Linked DNA regions of Mus musculus: regions 1 and 3 are each linked to region 2. A link is a contact called in public Hi-C and HiChIP or PLAC-seq data. All regions are on one chromosome and are shown on one strand. The core of a region is the stretch at or near the end of the contact, and the rest is flanking DNA. Distances in the headings are between cores, read along the strand shown.

Evidence for each region. Hi-C and Micro-C count contacts between places; a contact is called where the count stands out from the background. HiChIP or PLAC-seq counts read pairs in DNA pulled down with a chosen protein or histone mark.
Region 1: a Hi-C map of CD8 T cells shows a contact between it and region 2, with 5 times the contacts expected there. The contact joins the promoter of Smim13 here to the promoter of 5033403F01Rik in region 2. A contact is called at or near these places in 2 of 39 promoter capture datasets (cranial neural crest and hippocampal neurons) and 1 of 484 Hi-C or Micro-C datasets (CD8 T cells).
Region 3: an H3K4me3 HiChIP or PLAC-seq map of pro-B cells shows a contact between it and region 2, with 7 times the contacts expected there. The contact joins the promoter of Tmem170b here to the promoter of 5033403F01Rik in region 2. A contact is called at or near these places in 3 of 39 promoter capture datasets (embryonic stem cells, hippocampal neurons and liver) and 1 of 115 datasets of contacts at active chromatin or transcription factors (pro-B cells).

The regions. Positions count from the first base shown.
Region 1 is chr13:41,248,500-41,251,642 of GRCm38.p6, forward strand. Smim13 (small integral membrane protein 13) reads left to right here and starts at 1,345. Exons shown (of 2, transcript NM_001135577.2): 1 at 1,345-1,815. The coding sequence starts at 1,740.
Region 2 is chr13:38,959,108-38,962,463 of GRCm38.p6, forward strand. 5033403F01Rik (RIKEN cDNA 5033403F01 gene) reads left to right here and starts at 1,512. Exons shown (of 3, transcript NR_131019.1): 1 at 1,512-2,115. It overlaps Slc35b3 (solute carrier family 35, member B3), which reads right to left and starts at 1,430. Exons shown (of 10, transcript NM_134060.4): 1 at 1,325-1,430.
Region 3 is chr13:41,604,230-41,607,255 of GRCm38.p6, forward strand. It overlaps Tmem170b (transmembrane protein 170B), which reads left to right and starts at 1,653. Exons shown (of 3, transcript NM_001163572.2): 1 at 1,653-2,083. The coding sequence starts at 1,987. It overlaps Gm32184 (a long non-coding RNA gene), which reads right to left and starts at 1,847. Exons shown (of 3, transcript XR_382252.4): 1 at 1,330-1,847.

The sequences.
Region 1 (3,143 bases), core at 95-2,594, 2.3 Mb after region 2:
TAAAGATTTATTTATTATTATACATAAGTACACTCTAGCTGTCTTCTGACAGAAGAGGACATCGGATCTCATTACGGATGGTCATGAGCCATCATGTGGTTGCTAGGATTTGAACTCAGGACCTTCGGAAAGGGCAGTCAGTGCCATCTCACCAGCCCCTGCCATGGCTTTATCCTTGGCACCTCAAAGAAGTCCAGAGCACACAGAAGTGTTTGTTGTATGTGAATGAAAGAGAAGGTAAAAAGGTCTGGATTCTTCCTGATTTCTTTTGAACTAGATCTATTCAAATGTATTCCTTTCAACCAGATTGTAAATCAAACGTGCTCCGTTATGCAAGTGAGTTGGATCATCTGCTAAAAATGAATAAGTTGATTTCTAAATTTATTGCATCGAGCTCAACTCTCTCCACAGGAACTGTATATTAAATCTTGCGCAAAGCCAGTAATGCCTTGATGTATTTTTATGCTGCGTCTTAGCTGGAAAGCAGTTTACACAGTAGGGCATCTGGGAATGGCTAGCACAGAGTTGCAGTGGAAGGCGAAAGCCTTGATTTCTCAGGGAGGAAAGGGCTGATCACCTCTTGCGTTAACAGATGTGGCAGAACTGGGAGTTTTAATTTCAAATAGAAAAAAAGGACTTGAGATAAATACCTTGTTTTTCAGAAGTTAGTTCAAGCAAATGTGGCAAAACCTTTGGCTGTTGGCCAGATGTTGCTTGAATTAAAGGAGACAACAGAACGAAACTTGCTAAACAGGTAGGTGAATTAAGAGCACAGATGTCTCTAAGTCACTCACCAGTTACTTCTGAAGCGTACTATCTGTGAAAACACAACACAACATCTGTTGCTGGGGGAGGGGGAAGGCTTTCCAGATTCTGACGTCAGGGGACTTATTTCCTCACAAGTAACTAACCTTTGCCGGGAGCAATAGGTTGGGTTCAAGTACAACCTGTTTTTCAGGCAACAGCCATCCTCTTTTCCCTTTTGCTCACTAAAACCAATTTTGTATTTGAATTAACGGCTGAAATGTAACTGGCACCTCGGCAGGGAGACAGTCCGACGCACAGTCTTGAGAACAAGAATCAGCAGTCTCTAAGTTGGAGGTGGCGGCTCAAGAACACCAAAGGCACAGGGGACGGGAAAGGAGAGCAAGGAGAAGCCGGAGCAGCGTTGACTCCTGGGAGTGGTAGTTCGTTGCTGGGCGGAGACCTGGAGCTCTCGCCGATCTTTGCACTACATTACCCAGCAGGCCTCGCGCAGCGGCTGAGTCGCTGCGGAGTGGGTGCTTGGTGATGAGCTACCGCGGGGGAGGGGGCGGGGAGCGGAGGAGCAGCTGCAGCGGCCTCGGGGAGTGGTTGACATCTGGCGTCTCCGAGGGAGGAGGGGGACCTCGAGTGAGCTGCAGCCAGGGCCTGGCGTTCGCCGCGCCACCTCCAGATCACTCTTTCCCCGCCTCGACGTCCGCCATGGCAGCGCGTCCGTCCGTCGCCGGCCTCTCCGCTCGCCGTGGCTCCGGCTCCCCGGAGCGATGAGGAGGCGGTAGTGGCGTCCCAAGGCCCGCTCCACCAGCGACTCGGTCGCCCCGGCCGGGGGCAGGTCTGAGGGCCGGTCCCGTCGCGGCCCGCCCCCGCACCGCCAAGTTCCGCCCCCTGGGGGCGCTGCCCTCGGGCACCCGCGGTCCATGCCGCCCCGCCGCTCTGCCGCCCGCCGCTGAGCCCGCGCCCACCCCCCAGCTCTCAAAATGTGGCACAACGTGGGGCTGACCCTGCTGGTGTTCGTGGCCACGCTGCTGATCGTCCTGTTGCTGATGGTGTGCGGTGAGTGGGGGGTAACGCCGGGGGCGGTCGGGAAAGCTCGCGTGGACAAGTGTCCACGGTGATCACCTCGGTGGTCTCGGTGGCCACCGGGCTCCCAAGACCGAGTTTAGAGGAGTCATGCCTCTTGCTCAGGGCAGGTCGCCCGGGCATCACGAACCTTCAGGCTCAGCGAACCTTCAGGTCTGGCATCCTGACTCGAGGTAGAAGCACGTTTCTGCTTCCCCGGCAGGTTTGTCCTTGGTTGCCATAATGCCACAGCCTACCCAGATCTTTCACCGTGGCCTGTATTCGAAGGAGCAGTGATCGGTTTCATCTTTTTATTTGGATGTTCTGAACCTAGTGAGAGATTTCATCACCTTTTGGGTTTCCAGCGCACGTGAAGCTGTTTGTTTACTTCCAAGTTCAGGCTTTAACCAAATTCCCAGCCTACTTGATAATGGGCAGAGCCAAAAAAAAAAAAAAAAAAAAAAAAAAAAAAAAAAAACACCACTGGCGGTAATAAACTTCCAGGGTCAGGGAACCTTATCTTGGTTCTGCTGTCCTGGGGCTGTTTGGTCTGCTGCTGTGTACTTCTCTTCCCAGGAGGGAAGGAACGTTAAACTGTTCTCATGGCGTGTTTTCCATCCCTCTTAATTCGTTATGCACATAGCTGATAACCACAGGTCTCAGCCAGGAGACTGAACAATTGTGAGAGTTTGGAGAGTATTTCAAATAAATGACAGTAAGCACTGGTATTTAGAAGACCAAGTATGGGTTTGAAGTGATGGAGTATTGGGTTAAAATTTTATAAATACTGTAAAGCTTATTCTTACATAGTTAATGCTCAGTCCAGTAGCTATATTTGGAAAGATATGCACTTACATATTTAGACACCTATATGTGTATTTAAATTTTGTCAGTAATGCTGACTGAACCGAAGGCTTCACATATGCTCAGCACATGTTGAACTACATACAGAGCTAGTCCCAACTCTAACATTTTTGGCTAATTCTAGTGGTTCTAGATCTAAAGAATCCTTTTTAAAATCGGGGTCTCACTACGTAGCCTTGGCTGGCCTGGAGTTCACCATGTAGACCAGGCTGTTCTTGAACTCATGGAGGTCCAACTGCCTCAGCCTTCCAAACCCTAGGATTAAAGATGGCCAGTTTTGCCCAGCTGTGGTGGCGCACGCCTTTAATCCCAGCACTTGGGAGGCAAAGGCAGGAGGATTTCTGAGTTCAAGGCCAGCCTGGTCTACAGAGTGAGTTCCAGGACAGCCAGGGTTATACAGAGAAACCCTGAAATACGATGGCCAATTTTTTCTCTTTTTTTTTTCATGACATAAAAAA
Region 2 (3,356 bases), core at 262-2,761:
CATTGCAGGGAGACATAACGGCTAAAATGGAGGTCAAAGAAGTGCTTAGAGTAAGTAAACACATACTGTGTGTGCACACACACAATCGGAAACAGGTGATGTTGCCTTACAATGACACACTGAAATAAAAGCTTATTTCTTTATACAAGTCTGTGTGTCTATGCCACAGATGGCAAGCAAGGGTCAGAAGACAACTCCTGGGAACTGGTTCTCTGTCATTTCACCTTATTGGTTCTGGGCTTGGCCACAGGCTTGGCCTCAGGTGCTCTTACCTGTCAGCTTGCTGGCCTCACCTTATCTCTTAACCTAGTCTTTTTTTTTTTTTTTTTTTTAATGTGAAGGAGGTACGCTTTCTATTACAAAGCTGGAATGGGAGGAAAACTTATCATGTGCACAGCCTGGAAAAGTCCCAGCTTCGCCAGAAACCTGCAACGCTCTAGTAACAATCATGTCTTCACAACTGGGTTCCAGGTGTGGGATAAGATCAAAGAGCAGAAAAACAAGATTGTGATTTCTCCCATACCTTATCACACAAAAGGGTGAGAGACTGGTGATTTCCGAAACTCTATTCCCCTCAAGGGCTAACAATAGGATTTAAAGTAGACTTTAAGCAGAAGTAATGCTATCTAAAATATTTTTCAAACGTTGTCAGTGTCTTTCCCCTCCAAGTCTCAAACTATCTCAACTCACTTGTAACAGAAATGTTTAACTAAAATTCGGGATTCTGATAATCTACTGTAGAAGTAACGCAGATGTAATTCATTCAAACACAAAAAACCAACCAAACAAAAAAACTCAAAACAAACAACTCATGATAGTAAACTAACAAAATCTTTCAGTGTTTTTCCCAAAGAAGAGAAAAGGAAGGAGGAAAGAAGGAAGACACGGAAAGATAGACAGACAAGGTAGGAAGAAAGAAAGGAGAAGAGAATTCAGCTGTAAAGCCCGAAAGAACGTACAGGGATTTCAGCGACATAAACTTAGCAGCCCTGCAAGAACAGTCAACTCGCTGCAAGGCAAACAGTCACCAGGTAACGGAGAGAGCGGACACAGACCCGGAAATGACTCTGAACTGCAAAAACAGCCAAGGGAATCCGAGAGACCAAGTCTCTGAGCACAGAGAGCAGGGTAGAGGAGGGGTCCGGCCCGGGGGTTCTCAGGCCAACAGGGAACGATGCTCTTCCCGGAAGCGCGCGCCCCGACCACCCCGACGGCGGCGGCGTCCACCTTCTCTGTTGACACGGTGTGGGAGCCCACCCGAGTTCTGCCTGACGACGCCTGGCCGCGCAGCAAGACCCCCACCTCCCAGCTCCGCCGCTGTCACCTCCTCGGTCTCCGTCTCCGCCTCCGGGTCTGCTCCCGCGACGGCCGCCTCGGCCGCCACCTCCCCGGAAGGTCTTCACACGCCGGACCCTGCGCGCCACTTCCGCCTAGGCGTCTCTGTGCGCGTGCGCCGGCGCGCGGCTCCGCCCCTTCGCCCTCCCCACCCCCTCGGCTGTTTCTACCTCTCCACCCTGCTCCTGCGTGCTCTGAGCAAGGGTCCTGTCCATCTCGTGGCTTCTGCGACCCAGTTGACTTCACATCCGCGATCGTGAGCCGGGGCGTGTGAAGGATGCCAAGGTTTAGAGTGCTCGAGCCGGATCTCAGCAGCCTGAGGTTCCCTTTCCCCAGCCTCCACCTTTTGATTCAAAGGGATGAAGTTGCTTCTCAACTACTTTCCTGTCCCAGTTCTCCGGACTCACTCCTACCCTTCTGGCCAAGGTGGACTGAAGAAACAGGAAGCCTGCGTCACATGCCCTTACAGTGATGATGGTTTGTAATTGGCCAGAAATGAACCAGGATTGTGTTGACATGCCACTCACTGCTTGAAATGTAAATCCCTGGCTTGGAGTCTGACAAATGTTATAAAATCTCTGATATTTGATCGCCAAATATCATAAATTATTCCACATTGAGAGCTACACTTACAGTTACTGAGATACAATGAAGAAAATGCCAAGATGGGCTTGGCGATAAGGATTATTACGATTACCTTAACCGGAATAGTATTCAAGAGTCTGCTTTGAAAAGGGGTGAATAGTGTCAACAGAAACGTTACAATCCGGTCAGATGTGTGTAAGTTTTAAAATTTCACAAGAATTAGGCATTGGGAAGCATTTATGCCTTAGGAGAGAATCTCTGAAGTGGTGAGGGAAAAGGTCCAGCTAGACATTTTAAAAATACCAGCCTTGCTAAGCCAGTTTTGTATGAAAGTTGAAACTTTAAAAAAAGGGGAGGAAAGAAAAAATCCTAAAGAGAATAACAAAGCCCATTTAGACATTTAGAGATGTCATTCTATGGCTCAACAATAGCAAATAGTAGCAGTAAAACAACTGTCAGCCAAGAAGGAACATTATTTATCAAACACCTGTTGAATGTGCCTATGTGTAGGGTCATATGCATAATTTATAAGTAGCTTATATGGACTTCCAGCCCTTAAGGAGTTATAGGACATAGGTGAGAAGGTAAATGGTAATATAAATCTGGAATACAAGAGGGGTTAAGGTCCACCCACTCTTGCTTAGGCAATCACAATAGCCTAGCTGGCTTCTATTATCTTTTACTTCCTTACAGCCTAATTCTGCCCAAGAGCAGGATTTGATGCTGCTTTGCTCTCAATGCTTTAATGGCTTTTACCATCTCATTGAAACCTAAAACCCTCTCCGTGGTTTGCAACTTGTTCTTGATGGGTCATATCCAAACAACACTTTAGAATTCATCTAACCCCCGTCAGGCACGACATGCCTCACTTTGCTTTGCTTTTCCTATTCCTTTGGTGTGGCACATTGCCCTCAGATATGTCCACTGGGAATGAAAACCAAGCATTTACCAACTGTTACCGTGGAATTAGGGATGAGGTGAGTGAGAGAGTAAGCAGGTAAGAGCAGCCCTGTTTGCCAATAGGAGCAAGGAAGACTGCAGTTATGGCCAGCCACAAAGCTAGATCCGAAACAGGGTTACCATTGCCTGTGGACTCATGAGGAATGCATACTCTTAATGTGAAGACAAGAAGCGCAGTCTCAGCATGTTGATAGCTTTTGACTAACCACAGAACAAACAGAAGAACCAAGGAACTATTCCCACAAAAGATAACCTCATGCCCAAACTCTATCCTTGAGAGGGAAACAGATCCCGTGACTCTTGATGAAAAACATTGTATTGCCACTGAGAAACACTGTATTTCAGTTTAGTGGTCATCTCCCAGCACACTTGAAGCCATTTGCACAAGGAGTTACTCTGTAGAAAGTAAATTACCAAGTCGCCAAGGGCCATTGTGCATAAATGCTGAGTGGATAGTGATGTTGAAGACTCAAAAT
Region 3 (3,026 bases), core at 403-2,902, 2.6 Mb after region 2:
CAACCACAGCCCTCCATTAGCATGAGTGATTTTCTGCGGTTGTTACAAACATCTCTTCTTTGGCTAGTTAAGCAGGTTTTCTGGTTCATTTTGTAAGCTGACGACAGGAGAGTTTAACATGTCCTTCGGAGGCTTGGCTATATCTGTCAGTGAATGTGCTCATGTTACCTAATAATGTTAAATCCCTTCGCAGCACCATGAGGTTAACTTCCCATTCTGAACTTTAATTCAGACTAGAAAGATAGGACATATACTATGGCTGCCAGGAAGAATTTAAAAAAATAGGAGAAGAAGAAGAAGAAGAAGAAGAAGAAGAAGAAGAAGAAGAAGAACAACAACAACAACAACAACAACAAAGAAAGAAATGAAGCCCCTTCTTTATCTAAAATGAATTTGATGTTAAACTCATTTATGTCTGATAGTCTATACTCCTGAATTGACATTTAATTCAGCCATTGAACCCTACACCATAGTAGGTTTTAGTACGGTTCCTCTTAATGACGCCCAAACTTTTTTCTATATTGTGGGAGCAAAACAAAAACATGCATAAATATAAACCTGCATATACATTATTGTCATTTTTAAGGTGCTCACCAAAAGCAACAATATTTAGGCAATTCGAATCTTCAGTTACTGGGCAAAAACACTTGATTGGCTTAGCTATTCTTTCTTCACTTCCTTCTGTAAACTTTAGCAGCAGAGTATTTGGAAAAAGATGGAATTGGGCGAGGGGGATGGGGTGAGGAGCACTAACGTTTTTTATGCAAACACGATTTTTTTTTTTTTAATTTCAAGTTAAAAGGTTTCAAACATCAAGGAAGACTGTAACTAGCATAACTGGAGTTAAGATGCTTCTGAGGCTGACCTTGGATTTGAAGGACAGGGAGACGAAGCTGAGTTAGTTTAAGTGCTGGGGAGATTCACAATTTTAGATGAAAAGAGTCCTATCTGGAAGAAGCGCTAGAGCCAGCCTTGGCCAGGAGGATTCATTCGGACACCTACGGGGCCCTGCGTCAATAAGTGGTTTCAGATCCTGCAGCTAAGGGGAGTTCGTATTTTACTGCTGGCCGGCCAGAAGACTGGCTGAAATGACAAAGAGGATCTATTTCTGTTTTAGTAGATTTAGCAAAGGGAGGGGCGTATCCAGGTCACTGGACGCACTCTCAGACAACCCTACAAATGAAATCTTGAGCATTTACACCTTTGCAAAAAGTTGCTCGCAGACGCCCTCACGGAGAGGGAAGGATCTGGAGCAGCGAAGCGCAGGCTCCAAAAATCCTGGCAGCTCCCGGGACCTATACACAGCTCTCTCATCCCCGCCCAGCTCACCGGTTTCAGGTTTCCGGGGGCGCGCAGTCAGGAGGGGGCGAGGGGCTTGGAGTCTGTTCCCTCGGAGCAGCCAATGAGCGGCGAGACCCAGCGGTGGCGCCAGTGACGTAGGTGGCGCTCCCTCCGCCCCACTGCGGGCGGACGCTGGGAGCCGACGACAGCCTGAGCTCCCGGGTGCCTAGGGCGGCGCGCGCGCGCGCGCGAGGAGCGGGGGGGAGGCAGTGCGCGTGCGCAGCCGCTCACCCCCGGGGAGGCGGGGCCGAGGAGCGGACACGCGCATGCGCGCGCCCCGGGGCGGTCGCGGGCGGAGGGGGCGGCTCCTCGAGTGTTGGCTACCCAAAGGCCGAGCGGCAGGCGGGCGGCAGGTGCCGCGGCCGGGCGCCGCTGCCTCGTCGCGCGTCCCCGCGATGAGCCTCGTCTCGCGGCCTGCCCCTGCCGGCTGCCGCTCCGCGCGGGCCTCACGGCGTGACCCGGGCCTCGTGGCGTGGCGGGCCCCCGCGGCGCGACGCGGGCCCTGAGCGGGAGCGGCGGTCCCTCCCGCGGCCCCAGGCCTCGCCCGCCAGCGCTCCTCGATGTCTCCCCGGCGGGGAGGACGCTGCCTGCGACACCCGCCGAGCGGCGCCCCCCGGAGCGCCCCGCTGCCGCCCCGCGGGGACGATGAGGGCGGAGGGCGCCGACCACTCGATGATCAACCTGTCGGTGCAGCAGGTCCTGAGCCTCTGGGCCCATGGCACGGTGCTGAGGAACCTCACGGGTAATGCGCCGGGCGGAGGGAGCGGTGGGGGACCCACTCCACGGGTGTTCGGGGCGTCCGCAAACCCGGCCCGGTGCGGGCCGCTGGAGCACGCGCGAGTCGCGCCAGTGCCCCGACTGGATCACAGTTCATGTTTCTGTCATTAACCCCCCCCCCCCCCCCCGCCTTTCCCCGTGCGCGCGCGCACGCACATACACCGCTTCTTGCAGTTTCGATCTTTTTTAGTCTTTCTTTCCTGGTTTAGCCCTTTTTCTTGCTGACAGATGTCAAACCAATTGCAGTACTCCTATTGCCTGCTCACCGTGATCACGGTGGACCGACCGTTCGTTCCTTTATTTGTTGAGAGAGAGAGAGAGATATGACTAAGTAGATAATAGCGGGGTCAGGGGCTGGACCAAGGTCTAGAGCAGTCGAAACAGTTGTCTTCTCTGCTATTTCCTTTTGTCTGGCTGTCTCCTGGCTTCAAGTTGCTGTATTTGTGAAATTGGAGAATTCTGTGTATTTCCCTTCATTAATCAATGTGATTGGGAATGGGGTTTAGCTACGTTATAGCATCAGGTTGTCAGAGTAAGCATTAGTACACATAATATGATTTCATATGCAGGTTTGCTTGTGAAGAAACTTCTGGTTTTCTCAGTGTGGAAGTGCTTAAACTCTTTTGAGTTCCGAGTTTTAAAAATAGCGTCTAAAGAGTAATATTGACTGGAAAGCAGTAGGGTCAACAGTTTGACTCCGGAGTAGCTGCTTTTGTGAAACCACAACCAAAACCCCAAACAAAAACTCAGTTCTTTAAAATGTCTTAACTCCAATTGAACGTTACTATTTCAAAATCTGTGTGATAGCAAATTAATAGTATGTAGTATACTTATAGGCAAAATCTGGCATGATACAGGGTTCATATGTTCAAGGAGAAAAATATAACGGCATTGCGTACCACCCAGAT